2 separate regions of the Triticum aestivum genome follow, and region 1 is linked to region 2. Evidence: chromatin contacts called from public Hi-C data. All regions are on one chromosome and are shown on one strand. Each heading gives the region's core, a stretch centred on a gene start, on an enhancer-like site or on the middle of the called end of the contact. The rest is flanking DNA. Distances are from core to core; before and after follow the strand shown.

Evidence for each region. Hi-C and Micro-C count contacts between places; a contact is called where the count stands out from the background.
Region 1: a contact with region 2 is called in a Hi-C map of leaf, with 5 times the contacts expected there. The contact joins two enhancer-like sites. A contact is called at or near these places in 2 of 5 Hi-C or Micro-C datasets (both in leaf).

The regions. Positions count from the first base shown.
Region 1 is chr6A:210,625,354-210,630,191 of IWGSC CS RefSeq v2.1, reverse strand. No RefSeq gene overlaps it. Among protein-coding and RNA genes, the nearest start is that of LOC123127288, 24 kb to the right of the region's middle. Within about 2 kb of position 1,746, at least 7 of the 8 cell types and tissues checked have an H3K27ac peak or open chromatin away from gene starts, as enhancers often do. A contact at or near this core is called in leaf, where this site is marked.
Region 2 is chr6A:210,314,035-210,318,672 of IWGSC CS RefSeq v2.1, reverse strand. No RefSeq gene overlaps it. Among protein-coding and RNA genes, the nearest start is that of LOC123130565, 64 kb to the right of the region's middle. Within about 2 kb of position 1,477, at least 8 of the 8 cell types and tissues checked have an H3K27ac peak or open chromatin away from gene starts, as enhancers often do. A contact at or near this core is called in leaf, where this site is marked.

The DNA of each region.
Region 1 (4,838 bases), core at 497-2,996, 310 kb before region 2:
CATAGATTGATCTTGGTGATACGTAGGAAAATTTTGAATTTCTGCTACGTTCCCCAACAAGTTTAACACGAAGTGATGATGCATGTCCATGCATGTACATATACTGATCTATAACATGAGATCTGGATTGGAATTCACAGAAGTGCTGAACGTAGTGATAGTTTTGGAACGTTTGACAACATGGGGATGATCCAGCAACGGTGAGCTCTTCAACGGCCGCCGCGGCGGAGCCCGCAACTCAACGGTGGCTGTGTCGTCGGTGGAGGACACAACTCGACGACGGCTGTGTCGTCGGCGGCAACGACTCCACGATGGTGCGCCATGCATAAGGTCCTGAAATTTTGATGCATGGAGGGGTATATGCATGGTTGACATCGGCCATGGCTGCTGATCGAAGAATTCAGTTTGATTGAAAAAACAATCAGGAAAAGTTTGAAAGATTTTGTCCGCCGGATGAATACCTTGTAACATGCATCGACGCTCATAATCCCAGTCGGCTGGGATTGCCAACACGGCCGCAACAAAATTTGATTCACGTAAGTATCGGATCTCTTTTTCTAATATGGTGAGCTGCCATAGAACGTACTGCTTGCCGGCAGCCAGATTTGTTAGGTGTCTATTGGACGTGACATAGTTATATCCATGCATGAAAATAGGAACTACACGGTTGATTACTTTATCGGGTGGAGAGAAAAAAAGTTCCAGAACCAAACCCGTTAATCAAAGCGCCATCAGAGACGAGATCAAACGGCATTGGGCATGGGGGTAACTACTACCGATGGTAGTAGTGATTTTCCTATATATATATATATATATATATATATATATATATATATTGTTATATAATATACCCTATCTTCCACACCCAGTGACCAGTGTTTAATTGCTCACAAAGTTTGGAAAAAAAGGTCGCCCATCGATGAGAAACTACCCACACAAACGCTTGTGCGCGCTACGCCAGCCAAGCCCGCAGACCCGCTGTGGATTTCCCTGCAGCTCGTCGCCGGCGGCGCGACGACCTTGAAGTTTGAGTTGCTCTCGTACAGGCTCTGGGTCCCGTGACGACGTCGTCGTTGGTCAGCTCCCGCGACGTCATAGTCAGGCGCATCCGCGCATGATTGTCATTCTCCACCGAGTAGCCAAACCGGAGCAGGTCGTCCATCTCGTGCACCCGCCACCGATCCCTAAGGCTGGTCATAGTGGGAGTAACATAGGTAGTAACATAGATGCCACATAAGTAAAAATGATGATGTGGCAAGTAGTTAATGAGGAGAGAGGCAAATAGAGTAACATAATATATTACCATCACATAGCGGTTTCCAATGCATAATGAGTCTACAAAATAATAAATAAAGACAACTATGTTACCACACCTATGACACTACCCACTATGAAGGTAGTAACATAGACTAGTAACATATGTATGTTACTAGTCTAAGTTACTCCCCGCTATGACCAGCCTAATCGACAGCCGCGTCCAGTGACGCACGCAACACGAAGCCGCTGAGCACCCACGCCTCCAATGCGTCCAGGTAGAATCGCCCATTAATTAGTCGGCGAGAACGCGTGCGCCAGCATGCCCAGGGCCCGACGAATGCCCCGCCGCCTCATGGTCGCCGGCGTAGAGCCCGATAGCGGACACCGGACGTCGAATCCGCAAAGTTGAGTGTGTTAAGGGCCCAGGACATGCCACAGGCCCAGGAGTAGCGACCCAGGAAGAATGCTAGCCCGAGAAGAGACGAAGGCAACCAGCTAAGTGTTACGCGTCGAACAAGTGGGCTAGGTAGTATATATGTCGCATCATCAAGAGGATGTGGAACTCGGCCATTGGTTGAACGGCTCTGCCGTCAGCTTGTAAGGGGAGAAACCTGTAACTAGCTACTGCAATTCGAATACTGAAGCAATTCCCTCTTGATCCCCTTTCCTCCAAAGCAATTCCTTGAGGTTAGTAGCTAGTTGCTAACAATTGGTACTCAGAGCCAAAAATTCCTCATCCACGCTGGAGAATACTCACGACACGCGGCTGGCGGCAGCAGCGGCGCGCCGGCGACAGGAACTAATGGATCACCTAACGCCTGAGGGCGAGGCGATTTATGAGACGATTACTCAGGCAAGCGAGGTGGCTCATCTCCGCCACCAGAAAGAGCTCGACGCGCTTATTGTGAAGATCGTGGGGAGCGCAGTGGAGGCAGCGGTGTCGCGCTCTGTTGGAGCGGTGGTCGATAAGGCCGTCGAGGCGGCGATGGAGACGGTCGTCAATGACCTCCAGGCGTACACCAATGGCGCCGAGGCGGAGCTACTCAAGCAGATCCAGGACCTGCGCATCGCCAAGGGCACCTCCTTCCGCACTAGAGAGATGGAGGGGTGCGAGCGCTCGCCGAAGGGGCCGCCAGATGCAGGCGTCACGGGGCTTCGTGCATCCACGCAAGTTCGGGGTACATGAACATCTGCATCGTACATTCCACCTCCATCTCGAGGTACAGCAGAATTACCCCGCCGAACATCTTCCTTCTCCAGTTTGCTGAATCGCGAGCGTCGGAGTGATTCATCGTCTTCGTCGGGACATTCTGGGCATGGGAAACTACCATCGGTCGATTTTCTGAGGTTTGATGGAGAAAATCCAAAGTTGTGGCAGACTCTGTGCGAGGATTATTTTGACATGTTCGACACCAATCCTGATTTGTGGATTGCAGTGGCCGCGATGCAGTTTGAAGGGCCGGCAGTGCATTGGCTTTCTTCTGTACAACACAAGTTTGTACGATCCTCTTGGGAAGAATTTTGTGCTGCTGTGCTCAATCGGTTTGGCCGGAATCGGCACCAAACACTAGTGTGTAAATTGTATCGTTTGCATCAGACTGGAGCTATAGAAGAGTATATCAAGCAGTTCTCTGAACTTATGGATCATCTATCCGCGTACGAGCCTGAACCAGATATGCTGCACTACACCCACTAGGTTTGTGGATGGATTAAAATTCAATGTGCGCATGGTGGTGGCTGTTCAACGCCGCCCATGATTTGGATACATCATATTCCATTGTTGTTGTACATGAGGAGGTGGGTGACAGTGAACCTGAACTCACCCAAAGACAACTCAACAAGCGCTCCAGTTATTCTGCTCTAGTTAGACAGTATAAGCAACAATCTGAATACAAGACACTAGCAGAAGCAAAACATACCGATTCACAATGAGTGACTTCTCCTTTTGATGACAAGCTAGCAACTCTTAAAGCATATAGAAGGGACAAAGGTTTGTGCTACATCTATGGTGAAAAATGAGGCCGGGACCACAAATGTAACACCACAGTTCAACTTCATGTGGTGCAAGAGCTCTTGGAATTTTGTGCTGGTGATACTGCAGATTCTGATGACAGTGAGGTAGATTTGATGGTGTTATCTGCTGAAACTCAGTCAGCTGATCTGGCTACCAATGCTATTAAGCTGCATTGTTAGGTTGCAGGGCAGGAAGCTGTGTTTCTCTTGGATTCTGGCAGCTCTCACTCCTTCCTTAGTGAGAGGCTGGCAGCGGTTATGGCAGGGCAGCAGCAGTTGAGTAAAGCTTAGAGGGTCAGAATTGCAGGAGGGGGTCAATTATTATGTACCAAATGGGTTCCAAAATGTGGCTGGTTAGTGGGAGGACATAAATTTGTGATAGATTTCAAGGTGTTATCTCTGCAGCACTATGATGGCATAATTGGCATGGATTGGCTGTCAGCTCAGGGGACTATGAGTGTCAATTGGATGAAGAAATGGTTGTCTTTTGATTGTAGAGGCAGTAGAGTGTTTCTGCAAGGTGATCTTCCTTCTGAATGTGATTTTACTGTTGTAGAAATTCAGTTAATTTAAGGAACATCTGACACAAAAGTGACAGTCCTGGGTGAGGTACCTGAGGAGATACAACAAGTTATTGATTCCTTTGCACAGGTGTTTGAACCACCCACTGGTTTGCCTCCTCGTCGCTCGTGTGATCATAAAATTCCATTGATGGAAGGTGCTCAACCAGTCAATATCAGACCGTATTGTTACTCTCCTAAACTCAAGACGGAAATTGAAAAACAAGTGAAAGAAATGCTAGCATCTGGTGTTATTTCTCCAAGCACGAGTCCATTTGCTTCTCCCATTATTTTGGTCAGGAAAAAAGATGGGACATGGCATCTATGCGTTGATTACAGATAGTTGAATATGCTCACACTCAAAAGTACCCACTACCTGTGATCGATGAACTACTTGATGAACTATCTGGTGCCTCCTGGTTTTCCAAGTTAGACTTGCGTGCTGGCTACCATCAGATACGGTTGGCTCCTGGTGAAGAGTATAAAACAACATTTCACACTCACAATGGCCACTATGAGTTCAATGTGGTTTCCTTTGGCTTAACGGGTGGACCGCCTACTTTTCAGTGTGAAATGAATGAGACACTAGCCCCTGTACTGAGAGTCTGCGTTGTAGTATTTTTTGATGATATTTTTGTATTTAGTGCGACCCTTCAGGATCATGTTAAACATCTCAGACAAGTACTACAATTGTTGAAGCAGCATTAGTGGAGGGTTAACGAGAAGAAGTGTGCATTTGCTCAGCGTAGCATTTCCTATCTGGGATTTGTGGTCAGTGGTCAGGGAGTGTCGACAGACCCAGCCAAGGTGCGAGATGTGTTGAACTGGCTAGTGCCCCAATCTGTCAAGGAGCTCCATGGGTTTCTTGGACTATCTGGGTACTATCGCAAGTTTGTCCGTAACTATGGTGTGATTAGTCAACCATTAACCCAATTGCCGCGGAAGAATGTGTCGTTCGTGCGGACAGCAACAACACAGACAGCTTTTGATGTTCTGAAGAAAGCAGTT
Region 2 (4,638 bases), core at 228-2,727:
CCCTATTTGGGCCGGCCCACGGTCGCGATGCTTTTTCTTATTTTTCCTGTTCCTTTCATTTCTTTTTTTCTGTTTGTATTTCTTTTCTTTTCTTCGTATTTATTTTTTTCTTTGTGTTTCTTTTTCGTGTATTATACACATTCCATTGCATATTTATATATCAAAATGTTCATCGTATACTTAAGAAAATGTTCATTGTGTACTTTAAAATTGTACAACACATATTCACAAAATGTTCAATCAGTATTTGAACATTGTTCAGCGTATGTCACCAAAATGTTCAATGTGTATTTAAATACTTGTTCAGCGTATATTATAAAATGCTTAGTGTGTATTTCAAAATTGTTCAGCGTATATCACAAAATGTCCAATGTATATTTATAAATTGTTCATCATTTGAAATTTGATTTATTGTTCATGTTTTGAATAAATGTTGACGTTTTTAAAAGTTTGATCAAATTTAGAAAAAACAATCACGATTTCAAACTCTATTTAAAAAATAAGATTCTTTTCATTTTCCCCAAGAAATGTTGAAAAGTTTGAAAAGAGAAACGAATTTTCAATTGATCAGGCGATGTAATTTTGTTCTTATAGTCGTGCGCCGGAAATCTATTACTAGAACACGTCAGGTCTATTGGTTTGGAAGAGCTATACACTAGTCGTAATTCACGAGTATACTTAAGAAAATGTTCATCGTATACTTAAGAAAATGTTCATTGTGTACTTTAAAATTGTACAACACATATTCACAAAATGTTCAATCAGTATTTGAACATTGTTCAGCGTATGTCACCAAAATGTTCAATGTGTATTTAAATACTTGTTCAGCGTATATTATAAAATGCTTAGTGTGTATTTCAAAATTGTTCAGCGTATATCACAAAATGTCCAATGTATATTTATAAATTGTTCATCATTTGAAATTTGATTTATTGTTCATGTTTTGAATAAATGTTGACGTTTTTAAAAGTTTGATCAAATTTAGAAAAAACAATCACGATTTCAAACTCTATTTAAAAAATAAGATTCTTTTCATTTTCCCCAAGAAATGTTGAAAAGTTTGAAAAGAGAAACGAATTTTCAATTGATCAGGCGATGTAATTTTGTTCTTATAGTCGTGCGCCGGAAATCTATTACTAGAACACGTCAGGTCTATTGGTTTGGAAGAGCTATACACTAGTCGTAATTCACGAGTTCCAGTTCTCTTGCTTGCGCAACAGTTTCCTGGTGACTTTTTTGTACGCTCGTTGATTTTGGTAGCTCTAACTGGGCCGGCCCGTTCGCGGTGCTGTTCAGCGAAGGCTCAACAGCCTGACGCTCGCGACCGTCAGCCCATTACCTCTTTATCTCACATTTTCACTACACATGCTCGGCTCGGGAGATTCGCGGTCCTGGCGCCTGCAGCGCCCCGCGCTGGGCCGGCCCACGAAACACGCACACCAGTGAACCCAAAAGGCTCGCAAAAGAAGGAAAAAAAACATTGGTCTCTGCAAGCTTCGAACTCACCACCTCCCGTTAGCGTGCAGGTGCAGCCAACCACACAAGCTACTTGTTGTTTGTGTTTAGTAACAGCGGTAAACATCTCTATTATTAAAGAAGGATCGAACGTCGTGATGGTTCAACCTCGATCGATGGTTCGACCTCGCCTTCGCTACCTCCACCTTATTCGACAAAAATCGCAGGAAATAGAACCCCACGTTCCATGGTAGCGAAAAAATCGAGATAACCCACACGTTCTCCACCTTCTCCCCGACCTGTCCATCTCATCTCCAGATCTCTTTGGCACAAACCTGAACGACCCGGCTCTCTCCTCTCCTCGCGACCGCGCGGCGCCCTCCCTCTCTAGGTTGGCCATAGCCCGAGCCCCCGGGCGACGACCGTCCGAGCCACTCTACCGTCATGGATTGAAGGAGGCAGCGGCGGGGGGCGGTGCGGATCCCATCTTACCCTCCACCGTCACGTATGAAAGGAAGCCATGGCAACCAGCTGTCCGAATCCAATCCTCCGCCTGGCAATTATGTGCGGCTCCTTCCGCCGGAGCTTCTCTGCACATGTACATTGTCTCGTCGGTCTCTTCATCCCTTCCGTCGGCACGCACCGGCGCTGCTGACCCGTGGTTGACCAGCAGCGGAGGCGTGTGTCAGGAGTCTCCAGCCGCTGCATGCTACATTATCAGGTTTGATCTTCTGTTAAATCTTGATCCCTTCAGTTTCCGTTTGGAATATTCCATTCTTGTTAGTGATCATCAGGGATGCCATCAGCCCTCATATCTGGACAGATATATGGGATTTTTCATCTGTGTGTGGTTCAATTGGCATATTATTAGCCATCTGATAAAATTGCCTAAAGGTGACCGCCGAATACCATCCCCTCACCGATGAGGCCTAGAAGATGGTTAAACTCTCACAAGGTGAACACCATGGGGTAAAGCTAGCTTATAATTTAGCGGCGGCGTGGTGTCATCATGGTCGGAGGAGGCAACTCATATGGGGATGCCAAGGTGATCAATCAGAATTCTATCGCTGCTGTTGCACAAAATATCTTTACAGCTGCTATTTTTTTAAATATCCCAAATACAGATTATTTTGTCAATGCAACAAAATGATCAATCTCAATCTGGGACAATGCATTACTCATGGTATACTTAATAATTAAGTGGAGTTCCAAAAGCGACGGTGATGGTTGTGCCACCACCAACAGCAGAGAAGAAAGAGGCGTGGCAGTGGTGGTGCAAAAAGAGCGATAGAGAAGTGGGAGGAAACTAAGTAGCGGCATTGGTGTAAGGAGTAAGGAAGAAGGGGAGAGCATGGAGAGCAAGATGAGGTTCTGGGGAAATGCGACAGGGTAGTCGCTCCCTAAGCCTATCGGCATGACCCAATTCACTCCAATTTTTTTCCAGGTTCAGTTTTGTTAGCATTGGTATTCACATTCTACTATTCAGAGAAAAATATATTCATTATTACAGGATGGAAGTTATCTGTACTTTTGTTTTGTACATTTTTACAGCTATACCTTTTTTAATGCCATTATGGCTTTTTTACAGCTATGCCTTACTGGAAGTGAGCCAGGCCCTTGAAAAAAACTCACGGTAGTCACTTCGTTCAGTAACATTTTTGCATGTATAGCATGTAGGTTTCATTCACATCTAGCAAAAGACTCTCCAGACAACGGAGGTTTGCTTTGTAGACTTTATTTTCTAATACAGTCAAACTTCAACATATATTTACTTTTTTTGTTAATCAATACACACATTCAATTGAACATACTACCCGCAGAAAAGTAGTCAGTCAAACATGCTTGCATTTACTTAGATGGTATATAGGTCCGAATTAATGATTGTAGGTGTTGACATACTATGTACAATGTAAGAGAACGACATGGATGATATATTATTAGAGGAAAAAATGAAAGAATTAGGGTGGATGTTAATTTGCTGGAAGTGAGTACTCCACTACAATGCTTCTAATAGCTTTATAGTTCTATATATGATGCAAACGTATGTGTTCAGGAGCCGTTTTTGCTACGGAACTCTGAAGCAGGTGGTTGAAGTAAACACTGGACGGAGAAAGACTTTGCATATTCTAGCAGCAGACTCAAAGCTGCTGGTGCGAAAACAGAATTTGCACCGTACAACAGGCAAAGCCTCACTATAGAGTTCCGCCTAGGGATACGCTTTTTGCTAAGGTAATTGAGATTTTTTTTGAATGATGATAATAAAGATTTATACCTTTAATACATGTTCCAGCTATACGAGGATGCCAAGGAGATCAATCAGATTTCTTTACACATTAAGACATCTTCATCTTTTATTGCTACTGTTGCAGCACAATAGCTTTACTGTCGCTATTTTTCAGAAAAATGTCCCAATTTACACATTGTTTTGTCAATTTTAATTTTCAAACGGAGGTTTGTTTGGTAGACATTACTTCTAAATATAGTTAAACTTTAACAGATATATACATTCAGCAGAGTCAACTGAACATGCTACCGGCAGAAAGAGTCAATTAAAACATTATGTAGTTTCTTAGTTCTTAGATGGTATGTAGGTCCTGGACTAATAATTGTAGGTGTTGACATACTATTTCTATTGTAAGAGAACTATGTGGATGATGCATCATTAGAAAAAAATTGACAGAATTAGAATGGTTGTTATTCTGATGGACGTGATTACTCCACTACAATGCTTCTAATAGCTTTATAGTTTTATGATGCAAACCTATGTGTTCGGGAGCCTTTTTTTCTACGGAAATCTGAAGCATGTGGTTGAAGTAAATACTGTATGGGGAAAGAGTTTGCATATTCAGCAGCAGTGCAGGCTGCTGGTACGACAACAGAATCTGCCAAGCTGAAGTGAAACACATACGGCAAACTGTCAATCTTGTATCGAATGAGAGCCAAAAATTGATGGTAACTTCCTTCATCTTATCAGGACCAGATAGGAAGATCTCCTGAGTACACGGTCGAGAGGAAGCTCGGCAAAGGGGGGCTCGACCATGTTTTCGCCAGCCGGCATTTAGCTGGTGCAACAGGATAGTCCACATGTGCGAGTGCTCAACAGATAGGTGCTATTTTTACATGTTCCCTGCTTTCTTACTATACCCTTTGCCAAAAAAAAACTTTGGCGACGGGTTTTGTACT